Linked DNA regions of Oryctolagus cuniculus: all the other regions are linked to region 3. Evidence: chromatin contacts called from public Hi-C and Micro-C data. All regions are on one chromosome and are shown on one strand. Each heading gives the region's core, a stretch centred on a gene start, on an enhancer-like site or on the middle of the called end of the contact. The rest is flanking DNA. Distances are from core to core; before and after follow the strand shown.

Region 1 (2,964 bases), core at 283-2,782, 900 kb after region 3:
ATGACATCTGTGTGCCCCCTGAGGGCACGTATGAAACTGCCCTCTAACAGGAAGCTAGATTGGAAGTGCAGCAGCCAGGACTTGAAACAGTGCCCATGTGGAATGCCAGCTTTGTAGGCAGTGCCTTTACCTGCTGTGCCACAATGCTGACTTTTCTAACACAGTTTTGAAAATATGCAGTTAACTGGAATTGAAGGAAGGAAGGAAGGAAAGGAGAGGAGGAAGGGATGGGAAAGGAGTGGTAGGAAGCTTCTATCTACGGCCATAATAATGTTAACCAATACTTTTGAATTCCATGACATTTTACTATTTACAAAATTGTTTCACTTCTATGTCCATATCATTTGTCAGTGTCCTGAGCCTGTGTGCATGGCGTGTGATACGTACGCATATATGCATGTGCATCTACTTAATATACACGTGTATTGCTTGTTTCAAATATTCAACTTCAAACTTTTCATGCTAAACATACATTTCCATGATAAGCTGAGTTATAGGGACTTTGCCATTTTCACCCCTGCCTCTTTAGCTCCTTGAACAAAGTCTGGAAAGGAGGAAAAGCTCAATAAAGATTTACTAGGTCAGTGGCTGAAGATATTACATCACATGGTCCGTGCCACAGTCCTGTAAAATCAATACACCAGCCTTACTACGTCCTCCTTTGATAGAGATAGCAAAACTGAGGCCTCAAGACCTCCTCCAGGTCCCGCAGGTACTTCTTGGCCAGCATGTGAATTCAGGATTTCTATTTCCATATTCTTTCTTTTCTGACTTCTGGGAATTTGCTATATTAATAGCAAAGCAAGAAATGTCACACAAGGAAAAATTGTTTCCACATTTAAACTCACGATGCACATGCATGAAAGTACTGACTTTTCAAACCAACGGTAACGCAGATTGTGTGACTTTTAGTGGAAAAGCTTTTCTGTCCCATCCTCTTGCCTTTATTAGCATATGTGTCAGTGCACACACACACACACACATACGCTCAAGCACACAGCATGCAGCTCACATCTTGTACTTTTCCAGTCTCTGGTTAATTCCTTCATAGGCTCTCTCACAACTCTGACCATCCCAGGAGCCTGTCACGGCTGTTGCATGGTCAGCCAGGGCCAACCACCATGCAGCAGCATTTGTTATGGCCACTTTGGCAAGTTCACAGGACTTGAGGGAAGAGGGAGAGCAGGCGTTTCAGGAGGAGAACTAGGCTAAGCTGTTGTTGTAAAAGTTTATATTCTCCCTAATTGTAGCTCATGTTGCAAGCGGAGTAAACAACCATGAAAATTCCTAAGTTGTTATGAACCTCCGAGGGTGTCCATAATCACCTTGAAATCCAAATAAAATAGTGTTTTACAGAAACAGAAGCCAGGCACCACATGCAGTGAGTCCCCATCACTGCAGAGAGATTTAACACACTCCTATCAGCCAGGAGAGGGCAACGCTTACGGCCTGAATGCATAGAGGGGACTGGAGACAATTGGAGGAGACTTGGCAGCCAAACAGAGCTGTAGCAACAGTCACTTTCTATTCTCGGGCTCCTCTGCTTTTCCCTTTATCCTAAAACAGGATGACTAAAAAGGAGATGAGGCTACAGTGATACAGAATCCTAAATTAAAGCACAAGGAAAAGCTAGCATTAGCTTTTAAATCTAAAACCCTGTGGGTAGGAGTGAGTCAGTGAAAAACTATACAAAGGGATCTTAAGTCATGAATTATGTTACATGTTACATTACTCGGCAATGGCAGTGAGTAGCCCAGGAACTCTGCAAGGCCTATTTTTATAATCACTTAGACGGATCGTGATGGAGTAAAGGGACGTCTATGCAAATTCCCAAGTCTGACTCTCCATTTGACCGTGAGTCAGGCTGCAGATCGTGGACGTGGACTTGTCAGTTGTAGTGGGCCTCGTCTCTTTCCCTTTTTCCTTTCTCATAAATGACTCAGGAGTATCACTGAGAAACCATGTGTGCTGGTTACTGGAATGATCTTTTGAGGAAGTTCATGTCCTCCAAGCCTTACTAGTTTCACCCAGAGAAACGTACCCCTACTCTGGTTTCACCTCCTCTGTGTGGCTTGCAGAGATAGGCTATTGGGATTCCCCACCAGTCCACAACTTGAAGCTTCTATTCTCACATTTTGACTGCCAGTTTTATATTTGGTTAAAATCCTGCTTTTGTGCCTGGTTTCCTAGGGAAACAGTTTGTAAGAGCTGCTGTGTCCATCTGCCTCACCCGTCTGAGATTTCGACTGTGCACCCTGAATATCTCCTCATCTGACAGAAAGAGGGCCCCAAATGAGGGAAAACCCCTTGAAATTTGTTAAGGATAAAAATATGAAAATGAGTGGTCAGTTAGGCAATCAGAGTTGCAGGGGCCAGGAGGCTGGTATGTGTTTGTGGGACTTTGTTTTTAGCTACCTAGACATTTACACCCAAGAGTAATAAGGAGGTAAGCATAAGTGTACAGTGGAATAGTCAAGGAATCTTGTCCCATAGTAAGATACAATTAACAAGTTCTGCTGTTCTCCAGCACAGCTGAGTGACTGCAGTTTACAATGATATAAGTGGATCATTTATGCTGTTTACATGTGCTAAAATATTGCAGTATACCCACATAAAAATGTACATGTAGTGCATGTAAATCAAAAATATAAATAAAGTTTGAAATCAACCCCCAAAGATCCATTAAACACTACCTGGATGCACTGTGTTCCATAACAGGTTGAGATCCATTAGTCTAGATAATATCTAAAATACTCTCCATCCTCTTAGTTGGTGAATTCTTTCTTGAACATTTTTGGGGATAGAAAACTGGCGGAGGGGAAGCATGTTTTCTTGTATTATGAAACATGTACATTCACCTTGCCCATAGGGTTATGTCAGTGAATCCAATGCCTGCCAGATTATTTCATGTGTCAGGCATGTTTCTAGATTCCATAAGTTAAGTCAAGAGTGATCCAAACACAT
Region 2 (3,277 bases), core at 485-2,984, 570 kb after region 3:
GAAGTCTGAGATGACATTTGGATGACTTTCATTTCCTGTTGTTGTGGGATTTTTTTCCCACAGTTAACCTATTGTTCTGCTGAGTGTCACCCTTACTCATTAGCATTAATTATTGACATTCACAAGTCTCACACTGTTGAATTTTAGTATTGAAACTTTAAGAAAGTCTTTATTTTAAAGGCAGACACACACACATACACACACACAGAAAGAGAGAGAGAGAGAGAGAGAGAGAGAGAGAGAGAGTGAACCTAATCACTGGTGTATTCCCCAACAGATAGTTATGGGTCAGATCGAAGCCAGGAGCCAGGAACTCAATTTGGGTCTCCTACGTGGGTGGCAGGGGCTCAAGTACTTGAGCCATCACCTGCTGCCTCCTAGGTTGTACATCAGCAGGAAGCTGGATTCCATAGTGGAGCTGGAACGCTGATATGGGATGCAGGTGTTCTACCCAATGTCTTAACGGCTGTGTCCAAAGCCTGCCCGTAAGATTGAAATTTTCATCCTGCTTTCTACTTATAGAATTCAGTTACTCACTCACATGCACTTTTAACCCACAATCTGTTAAATTTTTTATCATTTTAATACATTAGAAACTTATTTCCCCCATTTTGTAAAAGAAAACTATGCTCAGAGAGGTTGAATAATTTGTCCAAAGTTGTATAGATAATAAACAGCAAAGTCTAGGTTTAAATCCATTATCTTCTCTGAAATCTATCTACCTCCAGAGATAACACTGGATATGAATAAGAACAATGAACAAATGTCTAAACCAAAGAGATTTCTGGTGGAAAATAGTAAATGGGTCCCCAGGGGGCATAGAGAATGTGTGCTATGGGACTTGAGAGAGGGACAAGACTGCACATTTTAAATCACTTGTAAGAGAATGGTCATTCATTAATTAAGTTCTTGGCACTTTAAGGCAGTTTAAAAAATATTGGACAACTGCATAAATGCACTATAAGGAACTCAAAGTTTTCCCAACTTCTGCAGGTTAATGGTCTCTAGAAGTGAAAAAAGGGGACAAAGAGTTAGTTAGGGTCACAGTGCCCTGATCATACTGTGAGTTATCTACTGAATTGGAATTTCAATGCTTTGGGGAATCTGTTTGTTGTTTTTCCCATGTTATATGGAGCGTGGGACTTTTAACAGAGATAGACTTCTGACCATGCTTAGATCAGCACAAATGCAGATGTGAGCCGCTCAGATGTGGACTCTGCCAAGTTGTAATGACTGCCACATGTGTGAAGCTAGTCCTTAGTGCTCGGTGACCCACCGTGAGTATGTAAGGGAGCCACAGGAGTGAAAGACAGCACAGGAGATGGGAGAGGCCTCCGCGGTGGTCAGGGGCAGCATGTTTAGTGTACGGATGGAGAAACAGAGGCTCGTAGAAGAAGCATGATGTGTTAAAATTCAGGCCGCAGGTGAGTGCCTCCCTGCACATAAAGGCAGACTTAGAACCAGACTTTATACCAGCACTCCATAGGAATCTCGGATTTGGAGCTCAACGTTATTAAGCACTTGGTCCTCGATAAATGACTTGATTCCTTTGAGCCTCAGCTTTGTTGTCTGTAAAATGGAAGTCATACCCTACTGGTGGTATGTCAGTGATGTTTAGTGAAATGCCACAATGCTGTTCAGTACACAGAGGAATGAGTGTCCGTATGACTAGTAACCCCTGTCACAGTTGTCCACTTTTCATAGGCTGTGTTTCTCAGCTTCATCTTGACACTTTGTAGGTCCTTGATTCTCAGTGTTTGGTATGAGAATCTGCAGCATCAGCGTCACCTGGGAGCTTGTTAGAGATGCAGAACCTCGGGCCCCACTCCAGACCTCCCCATTCCGAGTCTGTTGGTTAACAAGATCCCCAGGTAGTTCCTATACTCATTAGAGCTGAAGCAGTGTTCTTTCAGGCCCCACAACAGTATCAAGGCTCTTGGCCCTGGCCTGCTGCCAACATTCTTGGGGCACGCTGTACCCATGCCTGGAGATGGCGAGTGGGAACCCTATGGAGTTTCTCCCTGGGAATATGGAAGACTGGGTTGAAGGGATCTAGCAAGCTTTATCTTTTCAACGCCTCCCATTTCCTCAGAAGTACTATTCTCAAAGGGTCCAGCTGGAATTGGAGTTCAAGGCTTTCTGATCCTAAGTCCATATTCTTTTCATTAAGCCGTGATGTCTCAGTCAAGAGGAATGCTGGGCTGTATGTATGATAACTCTTCATTCCCAATAATGTGAATATTTCCACACTGGCTGCTTTACTCTATTACTCAACTCCTCAAGGGGAAGAATGAAAAAATAAAATAAAATAAGCTTGACTTGAAAGCCAGGATCCTGCAGCTTAATCAGTTATTTTCGTTTTTTAATGAGGGTGACTATTGTGAAATAAGTAATTATTAATTACTGAAAACTAATGAAATATTTTAGTTTCCTTTTAAAAAGCATATGGAAGCTAAAAGAAAGCATATGGGTGTTTTTCGGGAAGCATATTGGTGAATGGACAAATTATAGTGGTGCCAATATGCCTTTGCTGTCTGGCTGGGGCCATTGCTACATGTGCTGGCGTCTGAGTTCTTGTGTGTTTTAATGTTTTTTTTTTTTTTTAATTCCCATATGAGAAAAAAAGAGAAGGAGGAGGGAGGGCGGCAGGGAGACAGGGAGGGAAGCATCATTATGTTCCTAGAATTGTGTCTATGAAATACATGAAATCTGTTCTCTTTATTTTAATAAAAAAATTCCCATGTGATACATGCCTTGGGTTGCCTCTGGAGCTACAGAGCTCTGTCTCATAAATCTTTTGCCATGCTTTTACTCAGACATAACTAGTTGAGTGTCTACTCAATATAAAACCTTTGCTACAAGTAGCTGCTATGGCTCCTTGTTTCCAGATGTTTCTCATCCTTTGCAATAGCCTGAGCGGGCCTGCCCCACTGGTAACTAGATGTTGAGGCTCTGTTTATTAGTTTACCACAGCACTGGGGCCTCCCTGCTTCATCAGTGACTCTGTGTGAGGCCCTTGGCCCGCCACTGTATCTCAGCACTGCAGATTTCTTATGTGTAAAACTGGAATGACAATACCAGCATCCTTTAGCTACTAGGCAGAGCTGTTTATCCAATTTGTAGTCCATGCCCTTTGCTCCTCCTCTCCTTTCTTTTTTGTTTTATCTTTGCTACATATTTAGTCCATCTAGTAAAACACTTGGTGGATTTAGAGTTGGTTGAAACTATTTTGGCTGCCCTGGGGATGGCATGTATCTAGGCTTGTACTGATCAAAAG
Region 3 (3,161 bases), core at 387-2,886:
GCTGGCGTCCGCCACGCTCAGGCCAGCCGTTGCCTATTTTTTTTTTTTTTTAATACAGAGCTTGCACCACGGGAAAAAAAAAATAAAGTAAAATAGAATTTAGGAAAAGGAGGGAACAGCCATCGGGAGCCAACACAGAGTCACGCAGCGCCCAAAATACAAACACCGTGGCCACCAGAAATCCCGCCACCTCCTCCTCGCTCGCCTGGGCTGTCCTGTCAAGGTGCCCCGAGTCCCCGCACGCGGAGAGGCACCGCAGGTGCAAACGCACACCCCTTTCCCATCCCCGGCTCCCCCAAATCCCTGTCCCACCATCAGCCCATCTCCTCGGGATGAGCAAAGGGAGCGCGCGGGGCTGCCCGACTCCCTCGACTACAACCAAGAAAGAATAATTTCCAAAAGTATTCAACACCCCCGCCCCCTTGCAAGCTAAACCTCCCCAAAACACCAGAGGACGGGGACCACCAAAGCACTCGTCCCTCGCTAGGAAGACCACGGCTCTGAAAGGAAATCGCAGGCACGATACTTCATCTGGGTTTATGACCAAAAGAAAAAAAAAAAAAAGCAGCGGCAGCGGCAGCAGCAGCCAACACCAAACACCCGAGGAGTTCGCTCGCGTTTTTTCCTCCCAAATCTCGGCTCGGCTCGGAGGCGGGGAATCTGAGGGACCGAGGCCGGTGGAAGGGAGCCAGCGGGGCGAGCGAGCGAGCGAGCGAGCGGGCAGCCTCCCTCCTCGCCTCCCGGAGTTCCCCGGGAGCACGGGCCGAGGGGAAGGCAGGGGAGGCGAGGGAGAGGCGGAGGGAGGGAGGGAAGGCGAGGCCGGAGCGAGGAGCGAGCAGCGAGCAGCGAGGCAGGCGGTTTGCAAGCGAGAGGGCGCGGACAGACACAGCCGCACGAATCCAGCACGATCACAAGCCGTACGCAAGTAGCAGCAGCAGCAGCAGCAGAAGCCGAGGGCGCGAGCGCGCGTCCTCTGCGCCGTCTGCGGCCACACAGCCCCAGACTGGCCCGAGCCACCCCCCGAACACGGTCTGCTCCTCTCCGCTCCGGCCGCCCCCTAGCTCCCCTCCTTCCTCTCCTCCACCTCCTCTTCAAAAAACCAAAACAACACAAGGGAGGGTGGCCAAAGCCTCCCGAAACCGGCCGGTTCCCTCAAAGACAACAACAACAACAATAATAAATACATAAAAATCTAGATCCTCGAGTGGGAGAGACGTGGGACTAATCTTCGGCATTTATTTTAACACCTGACAGCTAGAATAAATAAATATATACATTCATATCAATAGATACACATAGGAAACTTGGAGCCAAAGCATTTGGCAAGAGCGGAAAAAAAAGAATTAAAAGGTAAAATAATGATTATGAGCAGCGGCGGCGGCAGCGGCACCAGCGGCACCAGCGGCGGCGGCGGCAGCAGCAGCAGCGGCGGCAGCAACAGCAATAATCACCTGGTGTCCGGCCTTTCCTAGAAACTTCTTGCATCACCACTTCTAAGAACCCCAGTTCTAAGAATCAACAGAGCTCAATTCTCGGAATTTGAGCTGCGGACTTTACCACTGCCGCGTGGCAGGGGAGGACTCGGTGTCAGCTCTCCGGGAGTTTTGCCTCCTCCGCCCCATGAAATACCCCCAAAGCCGCACTTTCTTTCCACGAGCTGGCGTATTTCAAAGTCCTCGCAAGACAGACGACTCGGATTTGGGGGTTCCAGCTCGGGGTCCGAGGGGCCAGAAGGCGGCCCTCCCTCCCCGGCCCGCGGACGATGGTACGGCCTGCTCCGCCACCATCACGTGGGCGCCTCCTCTGTGACGTCGGCGTCTTCGCTGTAGCAAAGCTCGGCCTCTGGAATTCTGAGAACTAATTTGCTATTCGGTGACATAAGAGGGGGAGTGCGCTTTGCTTTCCCGGGGTCTAGGGCTGTTTCCTCCTCTCTCACCCATAAACTCAGCTCCTCGAGCTAAATACCCAAAAGGGAGCGAGAGATTTGAACCACTGGAAAATAGAGAGATAGTAGGTTTAGAGGAGCGAGTAAGAGGGGGAAAAAAAAGCAAACAATAAACACAGCTCTTTCCAGCTAGAATATTAGGCACCACGAGAAAAAATATTTGCCAAGCGATTTTCGGTGGGTTCCTTTGCTTTGTTTTTATTTGGGACAGGGTCTTTTTGGTTTTGTTTGCTTGTGTTTTTTTTTTTTCCCCCTCCTCCTCCTCCTCCTTCTTCTTTGGTGTGGTGGCTTGGGATTTTTGGTTGTTGTATTTTAATGCTTTTCGAATGTTGCTTCTGATTTTTGCCTTTTGCAAGTTTGTGCTGTTACGTAAATCCTAGGATCCGTCATCGGTTGGATTTTGTCTCGTATGTTTTTTCTTTCCCTGTCTGATCGCTGAAGCGGTTTAGAGAAGATGCATTATTTCAGTACTCAGACTGTTGAAAGAAGCTTACATTTTTGCTCATCTGTGACAATCCCAACCCCCACTTTTTTCCTCCCCTTTGGTGCAATTTTCTTTTCCCCTTGGACTTTTTCTGAAGGGGAAGGCTCCTTTGCACTTGAGATGTTGAAAGCATTTGTTTTGGTTCGTTTCTTTCCAGGACTGCAAGTGGTGGGTTTGCTCTTTCTGTTATTGTCGACTCTTAGGAAATGTCTTGTGGCAAGAAACGTGTGTCTATGGGTATGTGTGCGCGTGTGTTCTACAGGAATGCTGTGAGCCGAATACATGTTGGTGTTTTGCTGCTTCTCAAAGTTTTGATTTTCCTTTTCCGGGCTTGTTTCAAGGTCGCGGTGGAAAAAAAAAAAAAAAAAAAAAAAAAAGGATCTCTGGAGTCTGTGTCTCAGAGCTCAGCCGGAGGGAATTGCAAAGGCCGGCCGGGCCCGTGTCAGCGAGCCTGCGTGCGTTTAGAACAGCCTGTGCCGCAACTCCAGGGCACCGCGCGCAGGCAGGTCCTAGGCTCTCCAGCGCAGGGGAGGGGGGGGGGACCGTTCTTTCTCTTTTCTCTCCCTTTCTTTTTAAAGGCAAATGCAGTATGCGGAATCACTTCACTGTGGGCCTCGGTTTGTTTGTTCAGAGCTGCCAGTTTCCCTATTTAAATGTTGGTTGGGGTTTTTTCCCCTCCTACTCATCCCTGAATGAGGGAGACTCTTGTTGCTTTTATGTCTCTCGCTTAAA
Region 4 (2,873 bases), core at 372-2,871, 510 kb after region 3:
TGAACAGTTCATAAACAAACAGTTCTCTTTAATTAAGTATCCAGTGAAACCAATTCACATGAACTCCAATTAAACTTTAATGAACAAGTGGGTGTATTAATATCAGCTGAGTAATGCAAGCAGCACGGATTCCAGTAAGTGACTCACTTTTCTAAGCAGCTCATTCCCCATGCACGGTTAGAGTTACTAGAAAGCTTCCAGCTCTATTTGAGTGGATCTGGTCTGGGCCTTGTAATTCTAGCAATCCTCCGGGCTTGTTATTCATCTGGTGACAAAACCACAGTCATCTTGACCTCTGTTTTCAGAGCAAGGATTGGGGAAGGGGGAAGCTTGTTCATATTGAGCAATTAGGTCTTTCCTTCCAGTGACCATTTGGACTTTTTTCTCCATCTTCCTTTTTTTTTTTGTAATTTTTTTTGAGTTTTTTTCTTCTTTAAATCCAGGAAGGTCAGGCTGTGAAGGTAGAGTGTTTAGCTGTGAACTGGGCCTCATTTCCATCCATATCTGTTGGTCTGCCTAAAATCTACAGGTTCCCCATAGTTAGTCTAGGGATATTGAAGTGGGTAGAGTGATGGACCTTTTTGAACACAAAGCCCGTTCAGTCTAGAGGTTGATGACTATACCTGTTTCCTAGGAAAGATGAAGATAATGAACAGAATGCTCTTCATTTCAACCTGGCGCATAAGTTCTCAGGGAAGGGATTGACTTGGACCAATGGGGGTAGGGTGGGAAAGGTGAGTGGGCTCAGTCTCCTTGAGGATTCAGGGATTTTGGAGAGATTTGATTGAAAAACCTTTGTGTGATTACAGAACCCTAAAGACCAAAAGCTGGGAAGAGATAATGAATAGTTGAGGCTTCAAGGAATGAGAGATCTCAGGGGTTGGTTGCATCCGAGAAGCCTCCCCAGGCTTCAGAGGGTAAGAAAGAAGAGAAGAGTGAACAAAAGCAGACATGGATGTAGCCAGGTGCAAGGCAGTGGCTATTCCATGTGAGAAGAGTAGAGGATAGATTGGAGCTTGATGGGAACTACTTGAAACTGAGTTAACCCTTGCCTCGGCTCCTAGCTTGGTTCCCAGCTCCATTTGCACCCATCTAGAAACCAGCTGAAACTCATTCAGGAGCCGGGCAGCTGGAGATGATTCTCGGTTATAAAATGGGCTGTGGGGGCTGTTAGCCCCCTGGCTTTGCTAACCTAGCACCCAGAGGCAGACTTACCCTCTTCCTCTCAGACACCTCCTGCACAGGACCACTCCCCATGGGGGTTGTTGGTGTAAAACTCCTAACTTGAGCAGCAGGGAGGATATGCGTCGAACAATCAGGCAACTCCCAAAGAGTGGGAGGAAGAAGCTGAGTTGCACATGCCTGGTTCCTTTTCCGACTTCCATAATTGGGTAACTTACTGCACTCCTCCCCTGTGGACAAGGATAAGTGGAGAGTGGCCAACAGGGCGAGGGGCGAGGGGAAAGCAAGGGAGAAGTGTTTTGCTAGCACTAGGCTTCTTGGCTCCACTCAGTGAATCTCAACATCATTCCTTTAGGCAGGGACCATGGGGCAGGGGTAGCAGAGCATGGAAGTAAGGAGCCAGGGACAGTTCTCTGAGCAGGGAGTGATGTAATTCAGGCTGTAACTCAGGCTGGTTAATCTACTTATGCAACACCAATTGAAGGACATGCTTAGATAACTCGGACTTGAGTAAACAGACCTTGTGTAATGCTTTCAAGGTCCCTGGTGCAAGAATCCACTCCTGTTTCAGAAATAACAGCCACCCCTCAGTGCCAAACTCTAGACATTGCTCATGAATATCAAAGTTTTTGTTTCCTTTCCAGATGACTTTTTTTAAGAGAATGCATATTATAAAGAAATTCAGGAGTAAATGCCTAAATTCCAAAATAAAACCTAGGTGGTAGTATCTTATCTACTAAATAGGAAAATTCTATTTTTGGAAGTTTGGGTAAAGGAAAAGATTCTTGCAAAGCACAAATCAATAGATTGATAGCATAAATTAGGAACTATACATTGCTTATAGAAAACAGAAATGCCTATTTAAAAATGAGAATCAATAGTTTGTTTACAAATGAAAGTACATGTTTCATTATTTAATAGTTAAGCTTTTTTTAACAACTGCATAGTGTAAGGCCGCCACAAAACACATCAAACACTGGAGTTAAGGGAAAGGTTTATTGTTGGGTGGGGGACGCCTGACGGGCCTGGGGTGGGGTGTGGGGAAGAGGACTAGAGAGGAATCAAGAGAGAGCACGCATGCTGGAAGCAGGTCCTGTTCTACCTTTGCCAGGGCACAGGGAAGTAGGAGCAATGAATCCCATTAAGTGGGGAGGGTTGGGTGGGGGTGGGTGGAGCTGACACCTGTGGTTGGGCCATGGAGCTTAGGACCGAAGCTTACTATGCAAGGTGGTGACGGGCACCGGAGCCCAAGATGGCAACCAGGGCATAGATGGTGCCACAGATAAGATGGCACCATTTTACTAACACATAGGGCATAACTTAAAATTTATTATTTCTATTGTAGAGATGAAGAAACAGTAAACAAATATCAATACCAGTATTCAAGGGCCATTAAGTTAGGTTACATTAGCAGCTTAATCCATTGCTTCACATTGGGGATTTCATATTGAGGTAAAACAGTAAGACTGGTTTGTAGACACTCACAAGACAAGTGGATTGGACTTGGTTTTGACACCCAAAGGAATCCAGTAGATGGGCTAAGTTGAGCTTTCTGCTTTGTTTTGGCTGCAGAGATTTGCCTTGGAAATTTGGTAGCCATGATGCATATGTGTCTTGAATTGTCAGCTTGTGACAAATTTCCTCCTATTTGGGCTCTTCAGAGCCTATCATTATTTTAACAACATTTAAAG
Region 5 (2,936 bases), core at 194-2,693, 990 kb after region 3:
CATGGTTTATTAATGGCAGGGGTGGGAATAGAAACCATGGTCCTTTTTGGTGCCTTCAAAGAAATGCTTTCTTTGGGACAGACATAGAGAATTTTAACCTTCTGTGGCTGTGGGTCCAGAGACACAGCCCTAGAAAATGTTGGATTCTGTAAATTTTGGTTGGAGAGTGTAGAAATAGGACAGTGTTTGCTTCAGTCCTAACCAGAATGAAGGCTCTCAGATTTCCAGGTTAAATGCCTCTGAAACTTTATGCTAGAACCTTCTCACTGCCCTAGTTTGTTTATTTTTAAATCAAGCATGAACTCACCACTCGATGTTTGCCAGAGTTTGGATGAATGTCAACATCAGGCCACTGTAATAATGGTTTAAGATTATTTAATCCCATTACTTATACACTTCATTAGGCTGAGTGAATTGTTGGCGGTGGTTCAGTAAACTTCCTACTTTAGAGATAAAAGGATGGAAAGAAAATAGGGAAGGAGTCGATTCCTCATTTTCTTTCATATTTATCTTGTATCTCTTAACAGATAAAGAAATGATAATTACCTAGCTACACAACATGGACTCTTTGTTAGCAGGACTGCTGAATTCTGTTGTACCCTCAGAAGAAAGAAATTATTTATCACCCACCTTGTATTCTCTATTTGAGGAAAAGGGACTGGTGTGTGTGTGTGTGTGTGTGTGTGTGTGTGTGTGTTATGCTATAAAATCAATCTTAAAAATAAACTTGAAACTAAGTTCTAGGATCCTAGGTAAGATACTCTCTCACTTAGGGAGCTTGGTGAGAGGCAACAAATTATTTTATAGAAATAATATGGAATTTCAAATCAGGTGGTTCAAGCTGAGCATGACTAGCTGTTCACCCCATTTCTCCTAATTTCAGTGTCCCAGTACTGAATACTCCGTATTCACCCCATTTCTTTTAACTTCCATCTCCCTGCATCCAGAATGAAGGTACTGTTTCTTGCTTCACATGGCCATATGGCTAAATGAGGAGTCAGGGCAGGGCTGAGCAAAAACCAGTGTAGGGTGTTGAGAAATAAGTAACTGCACCAGAGCAGAGAACTTGGCCTAATTGGACTCACCACAGGACAATTACAAGTCAGCATTTCACTCCCTGGAACATCACCTGCAATCACAAGACTCAGGAAGCTTAGTTTTCCCAAAAGATGTCAGAAGGCACCTGCTTTGGGATCTTCCTGAAGGCCTCTTGGAACAACTAACATTTGAGATCCTTCCCCAGAATTTCTGCACAAAGAGATAAGAACTTCACATCTTTTCAAGGCTGGGGGGCTGGGGTGGGGGCAGAGTTCTTAAGCACATTGAAGTTTGAGATGCATGTGTCTGTTCTTCCAGCCTAGTTCCTTCTTCCTCTCTCTCTCTGAAAATAAATTTTAAAAAGTATGCTTCCCTGTTTTCCTGGAACTTCCCTACCTAGATGTGACCTATCTTGAATACCCAAGGTGGTTTCCACGTCTCTTGTAGGATTTAACATCACTGCAGCTGGTATGATAGTCACTGTAGTCCTTGACGTATTCCTTTACTGACTTGAACCGTTTTTAAAGCGTGTTTTGGAGGGAGGGTCAGGGTCACTTTTGGTTCATCTTTGTCTTTTCTGGAGTGCTTATCACAATAGGCGAGTCCGTTGCTGTTTTGATAGTTCAAGGGGATTGAAAGGGGGACCCATTTTACTCTAAGTGCCAATGTTTCCTCCCGGTCTCTGACTCACATACTATTTGCTTGCCCTTTGGTATACCTTGGACTTGAGAGTCTGTGTATAGAAGGAAAGAGGAGAACTTGGCTGTAGAAGCCTACGAGCAGAGGCATTGCAAAATGTAAATATAAAAGGTTGAAGGGAAAGATGTGTGAGTGAAGCCAGCTGTCTAGCTTCCAGCCATGGAATTATCTAAGAGCTACTGCACTCAAGGTCATACATACCTATCTGACTCGCACATGAAAATTGCCAAGGAGTTTGAGTGGAAGTTCTCTGAGATTCTGATGACTTTTAATGGGATGGGAAAATCCCCTCTCAGAACCAGACTTTCCTTAAAAATAAGTAAATAAGTCAATAAAGTCTCTCTTCTCTTATTCACTTGGCAGAGTAAGGGGATGCCAGCCAAGGCTGACATCATCATTACAGCAGGGCAGAGGCTCTTTCTGAACACTTCACAATGACAAGGGCGTGGTGTGTTGTAGAATATCAAAGAATATATATACCATTTTATGAAGAGATCATCCTTACTCTCATGGTATGGGAAAGTAACGTTCCAAGAGAAGGGAAAGACTGGCTTGGAACCTGACAACCAAGTAGATACACTGAGAACTCTTCAAGCAACTTGAAAGTCACAAACACACATGTGATAACTTTCTAAATGGCATCAATTATTTTTTTGAAGAGTATAGCTATCTTCCACAGGAGGTATTTTTGGTCCTGTCATAATGCTTAAAAACTATTTGAGGCAGCTTATATTAATGAAGCTCATGGGACACATCAGTTAAAATAAAACTGAGCCTTCTAAAATGTAGTCCTTACGATAGTGAATATTTATATTTTCACTCTCACTTAGGCAAAGAATCTAGGATTCTATTATGATGCGGAAGATATGTATAAATAGTTTTCCCATAAAGTAGAAAGTGGTAAATGTGTTGGAGCCTCACAGGAAAGGAGTAGGGGGACAGGAGCATTTGAGGGAATAGAAGGAAATCTCCATGGAGTTCTACACTACTGCGTTGCAGGACAAATCTTATTTTTCTGCCAATGCCCCATGTTTGTTTTTCTTTTACTCCAAACAGATGAGTAAGACTATTATTGATCATTTAGCAAAGTCAAAGCTTAGTAAACCTAGGGCTGGGGAAAGTCTCATTATATATCTGGTGAAGCCACTGTTAGGGATGCCCACATCCTACATCAGAGTGCCTGGTTCAAATCCCAGCTA
Region 6 (3,356 bases), core at 797-3,296, 600 kb after region 3:
TTTGTTCTCTTTCAACCAGTCCTTGCCCGAATACAGATCTATTCTGACCTTGTTTCAAGTATAAGCTATGCCGGTTATTTATTCCTTCCACTTATTATTGTTTTAAATGTTCAGTGTTGCTACATGTTCTCATTTACTTTATATTTATTTATTTTTATTTTTTTGACAGGCAGAGTGGACAGTGAGAGAGAGAGAGACAGAGAGAAAGGTCTTCCTTTGCCGTTGGTTCACCCTCCAATGGCCACCGCGGCCGGCGCACCGTGCTGATCCGATGGCAGGAGCCAGGTACTTACCCTGGTCTCCCATGGGGTGCAGGGCCCAAGCACTTGGGCCATCCTCCACTGCACTCCCTGGCCACAGCAGAGAGCTGGCCTGGAAGAGGGGCAACCGCGACAGAATCCGGCGCCCCAACTGGGACTAGAACCCGGTGTGCTGGTGCCGCAAGGTGGAGGATTAGCCTAGTGAGCCACGGCGCCGGCCCTCATTTACTTTAAAAATCATTGTGGTTTTACTTCAGCTAGACTTACATTTGAGACAGAGTCTCAGGAGTGGGATGTTTGGGTAAATACCATTTATATTTTGGCTCATAAAATAATCACCAGGGTTTCGTTTGCAAAGACACAAATGAAATTTACACCACATCAGCAAGATGTTCTCCCTCGACACACAGATAGCTATGTATTGTGTATTTATTTTATGCTAACATAGTAATCAGTTTGATCAAAATGGCGCCCTATTGATTCAGTTCTTATTTCCTTTTTTTTTTTTTTTTTTAACAGGCAGAGTTAGAGAGAGAGAGAGAGAGAAAGGTCTTCCTTTTCCATTGGTTCACCCCCCAAATAGCCACTAAGGCTGGCGCCTGTGGTGATCTGAAGCCAGGAACCAGGTGCTCCTCCTGGTCTCCTGTGCTGGTGCAGGGCCCAAGGACTTGGGCCATCCTCTACTGCACTCCTGGGCCACAGCAGAGAGCTGGGCTGGAAGAGGAGCAGCCAGGACGGAACCAGCGCCCCAACCAGGACTGGAACCCAGAGTGCCGCAGGTGGAGGATTAGCCTAGTGAGCTGCGGTGCCGGCCTTCAGTTTTCATTTCTCTGGCCACTAGCAAGACCCTTCGCCCATGAGTCCCAGAAAGTGTATATATGGTTATATTCAATGTAAGTTCATCTCCTTGCCCATTCGATGTTTTGGGCTTATGATTTCTTTCTTTACTTTGAATCCAAAATATTTATGAATCCTCTGTCTAGCCTATTTGTTTCTCCAAATCTGTTTGCTTTTTTACTGTTCGTCATATATATATGTACATGTCTGTGTATGTGAAAGGCACATGTGTTCACAGAGTTATGGGGATAATGTCGCTTACAAGTGGACTTCCCTGATGATCCAGCTGCTTACTAAGGGACCCAAGGTCTCTCTGGATGTTGGAATGTGCAGAAGGTGACATTTCCTAAGTGCCAGCATCCTTTCCTTGGGTGAGATTGGTGGGGGAGGGGGTCAGAGACGAGGAGGAGGAGTCTACATAGTACATCCTGCTGCTTCCCCCCCTCGCTGTGTATTCTGCAGGTCAAGTACAATGGCCTTGGAGTCATTAAGGATGCCCCCAGACTGGCACCTGGTCTTCCAAGCCAGCCCTTGGCCTCACTTTAGGCAGATCTCAAATGCTGCTCTTGATTTCTGTAAGGGTATTATTTATTTCAGACAGTACATCCTTTATGGCCTTGTTTAAATGTGACTAATTCATGGCCTCTTCCTTAATTTCTTCCAGTGCATCTACCCCAAGTGAGAAATGCTCTTTCTCATACACTCTTCACCTTTCTTTAGTGTGTTGATTAGCTTCTTTATTAAACCTTTGACTTTGACCTTGCATTGAACTACTTGAGACTTTTGAAAGCTTCTTTCTTGAGGGAGACTTTAATTTTCTGTTTGGTCAACATGGGACTTGCTGGATGATTGCGCAAGTGTGCTCTAGGGAGTAGGAGGAAGGCAGGGCTCTGTCACACCCTTCCTGTGACAGAGCTGAGAAGGGAAGGGCTCCTGGGGCTGCCGTGCTGGGCCCCAGTGCTTGACAGACTGACTATGGCCATGCAGTGGCAGGGAGGGCTGTGCCTCTGCACTTAACATAAGAGGCACACACGGCGGAGCTTCACAAACAAGAAACATGAAGACTGTACTTAGGTCTGCAAGCTTGCAGGTTGGAAAACAATCTGAGATAAAAGTAGTTGCCTTTCTCTGCAGACTTTTCTGCTCTCTACAAAGAAGCATGCGTTGGATATCATTCAGAAAATGTTTGAGAGTTTCTTTCTCAGGCACTGTGTGTGATGCTTTCCAGCTGAGAAAGATGGCGAGGGTGAGGCCCGGCCTTTAAGGACTTGTGCATCTGGTGAAGGAGATGGGTGTTTTAGCAGGAATGTTCTGATCCTAGCTAGGTCAGCACAGCGCCAACATTAAAGATACAGAGTGTATAACAGGGATGGGTGAGAAGAGAAGATTAATCTTAAGAAGTTGGAAGGATAGGTACGGTTCACCATGTATGTAATCCCAAACTCTCTCTGTCTCTCTGCTAGGGTGAGTCTTTCATATTTCAGAATTTCCCTGGCTTCTGCCTCATCCCGATTGCCTGCACCCTAATTTTTATTGTTCACACTTTCAGTGAAATCACAGGGGAAAAGATTAATACTTCTTTCAAAAGGTGAACAAAAAGGGGTGCGAGGGAAGATTGATGTGTATCTCAACACTGAGAAAACCCCGTGAATGAGAAGAAAAGTCTGGAGTGTGTCAGGAAATAGGAAACTATCTCAGCATTTGCTGGGGTGGTTGCTAGACTCCTGGAAAGTGTACCTGCGGCAGGGAAGGCTTAAATCACAGCAGTGCTGCACACACAGATGAACATGCCTGCACTAGATAATGCTTAAGCCACAGCATGCGTGCACACACACACACACACGCACACACACAAATGCATGTATGTACGTACAGACTCTACCTTGTTAACCATTCATTCTATAACTGTCTTTTGATGATTTTACTTTGTTCCTTTCTAAATATTACCTCCACTGGGACCTAATTACAAGCTCTCAAAATTCACAGAACATCAAAATAGATGTGGACTCCTTCAGTTATCTTTGGCCGTTATGGATTGGTGGAGACTGATCGTGCTTATCCATTGGGCGTGCAGGCAGATAAACTTCTGCTGAATTTGTTGTCAGACTGCACTGAGAAGACTCCAGGATGTGCTCCTTATTAGCTGGTGGATTTCATGTGAATTTTCTCTCCAAGGGTTAAAATACTTCAAGTTGAGACTTTGAGGTTCTGAAGTGAACACACAAAGCCTAAGTTTATCTTCATATGAAGTTCAACACC

What was found. A called contact is a pair of places that touch in the nucleus more often than the background predicts.
Region 1: a contact with region 3 is called in a Hi-C map of embryonic fibroblasts, with 4 times the contacts expected there. The contact joins the enhancer-like site here to the promoter of BCL6 in region 3. A contact is called at or near these places in 3 of 6 Hi-C or Micro-C datasets (embryonic fibroblasts, skin fibroblasts and an unstated tissue).
Region 2: a contact with region 3 is called in a Hi-C map of an unstated tissue, with 2.2 times the contacts expected there. The contact joins the enhancer-like site here to the promoter of BCL6 in region 3. A contact is called at or near these places in 3 of 6 Hi-C or Micro-C datasets (psoas muscle, skin fibroblasts and an unstated tissue).
Region 4: a contact with region 3 is called in a Hi-C map of an unstated tissue, with 4 times the contacts expected there. The contact joins the enhancer-like site here to the promoter of BCL6 in region 3. A contact is called at or near these places in 3 of 6 Hi-C or Micro-C datasets (liver, skin fibroblasts and an unstated tissue).
Region 5: a Micro-C map of ear pinna shows a contact between it and region 3, with 8 times the contacts expected there. The contact joins the enhancer-like site here to the promoter of BCL6 in region 3. A contact is called at or near these places in 4 of 6 Hi-C or Micro-C datasets (ear pinna, psoas muscle, skin fibroblasts and 1 more).
Region 6: a contact with region 3 is called in a Micro-C map of ear pinna, with 4 times the contacts expected there. The contact joins the enhancer-like site here to the promoter of BCL6 in region 3. A contact is called at or near these places in 3 of 6 Hi-C or Micro-C datasets (ear pinna, embryonic fibroblasts and an unstated tissue).

Annotation. Positions count from the first base shown.
Region 1 is chr4:90,983,864-90,986,827 of mOryCun1.1, reverse strand. The region is part of intron 7 of LPP (LIM domain containing preferred translocation partner in lipoma); the gene reads left to right. Among named protein-coding and RNA genes, the nearest start is that of MIR28, 5.5 kb to the right of the region's middle. Within about 2 kb of position 1,532, at least 2 of the 8 cell types and tissues checked have an H3K27ac peak or open chromatin away from gene starts, as enhancers often do.
Region 2 is chr4:91,310,333-91,313,609 of mOryCun1.1, reverse strand. The region is part of intron 3 of LPP (LIM domain containing preferred translocation partner in lipoma); the gene reads left to right. Among named protein-coding and RNA genes, the nearest start is that of LPP, 190 kb to the left of the region's middle. Within about 2 kb of position 1,734, at least 2 of the 8 cell types and tissues checked have an H3K27ac peak or open chromatin away from gene starts, as enhancers often do.
Region 3 is chr4:91,880,781-91,883,941 of mOryCun1.1, reverse strand. It overlaps BCL6 (BCL6 transcription repressor), which reads right to left and starts at 1,636. Exons shown (of 10, transcript XM_008266642.4): 1 at 1,452-1,636. LOC138849491 (a long non-coding RNA gene) reads left to right here and starts at 2,950. Exons shown (of 4, transcript XR_011388364.1): 1 at 2,950-3,161.
Region 4 is chr4:91,367,924-91,370,796 of mOryCun1.1, reverse strand. The region is part of intron 2 of LPP (LIM domain containing preferred translocation partner in lipoma); the gene reads left to right. Among named protein-coding and RNA genes, the nearest start is that of LPP, 130 kb to the left of the region's middle. Within about 2 kb of position 1,621, at least 3 of the 8 cell types and tissues checked have an H3K27ac peak or open chromatin away from gene starts, as enhancers often do.
Region 5 is chr4:90,888,493-90,891,428 of mOryCun1.1, reverse strand. The region is part of intron 9 of LPP (LIM domain containing preferred translocation partner in lipoma); the gene reads left to right. Among named protein-coding and RNA genes, the nearest start is that of MIR28, 90 kb to the left of the region's middle. Within about 2 kb of position 1,443, at least 1 of the 8 cell types and tissues checked has an H3K27ac peak or open chromatin away from gene starts, as enhancers often do. A contact at or near this core is called in ear pinna, where this site is marked.
Region 6 is chr4:91,276,106-91,279,461 of mOryCun1.1, reverse strand. All of the region lies in intron 3 of LPP (LIM domain containing preferred translocation partner in lipoma), which reads left to right. Among named protein-coding and RNA genes, the nearest start is that of LPP, 220 kb to the left of the region's middle. Within about 2 kb of position 2,046, at least 2 of the 8 cell types and tissues checked have an H3K27ac peak or open chromatin away from gene starts, as enhancers often do. A contact at or near this core is called in ear pinna, where this site is marked.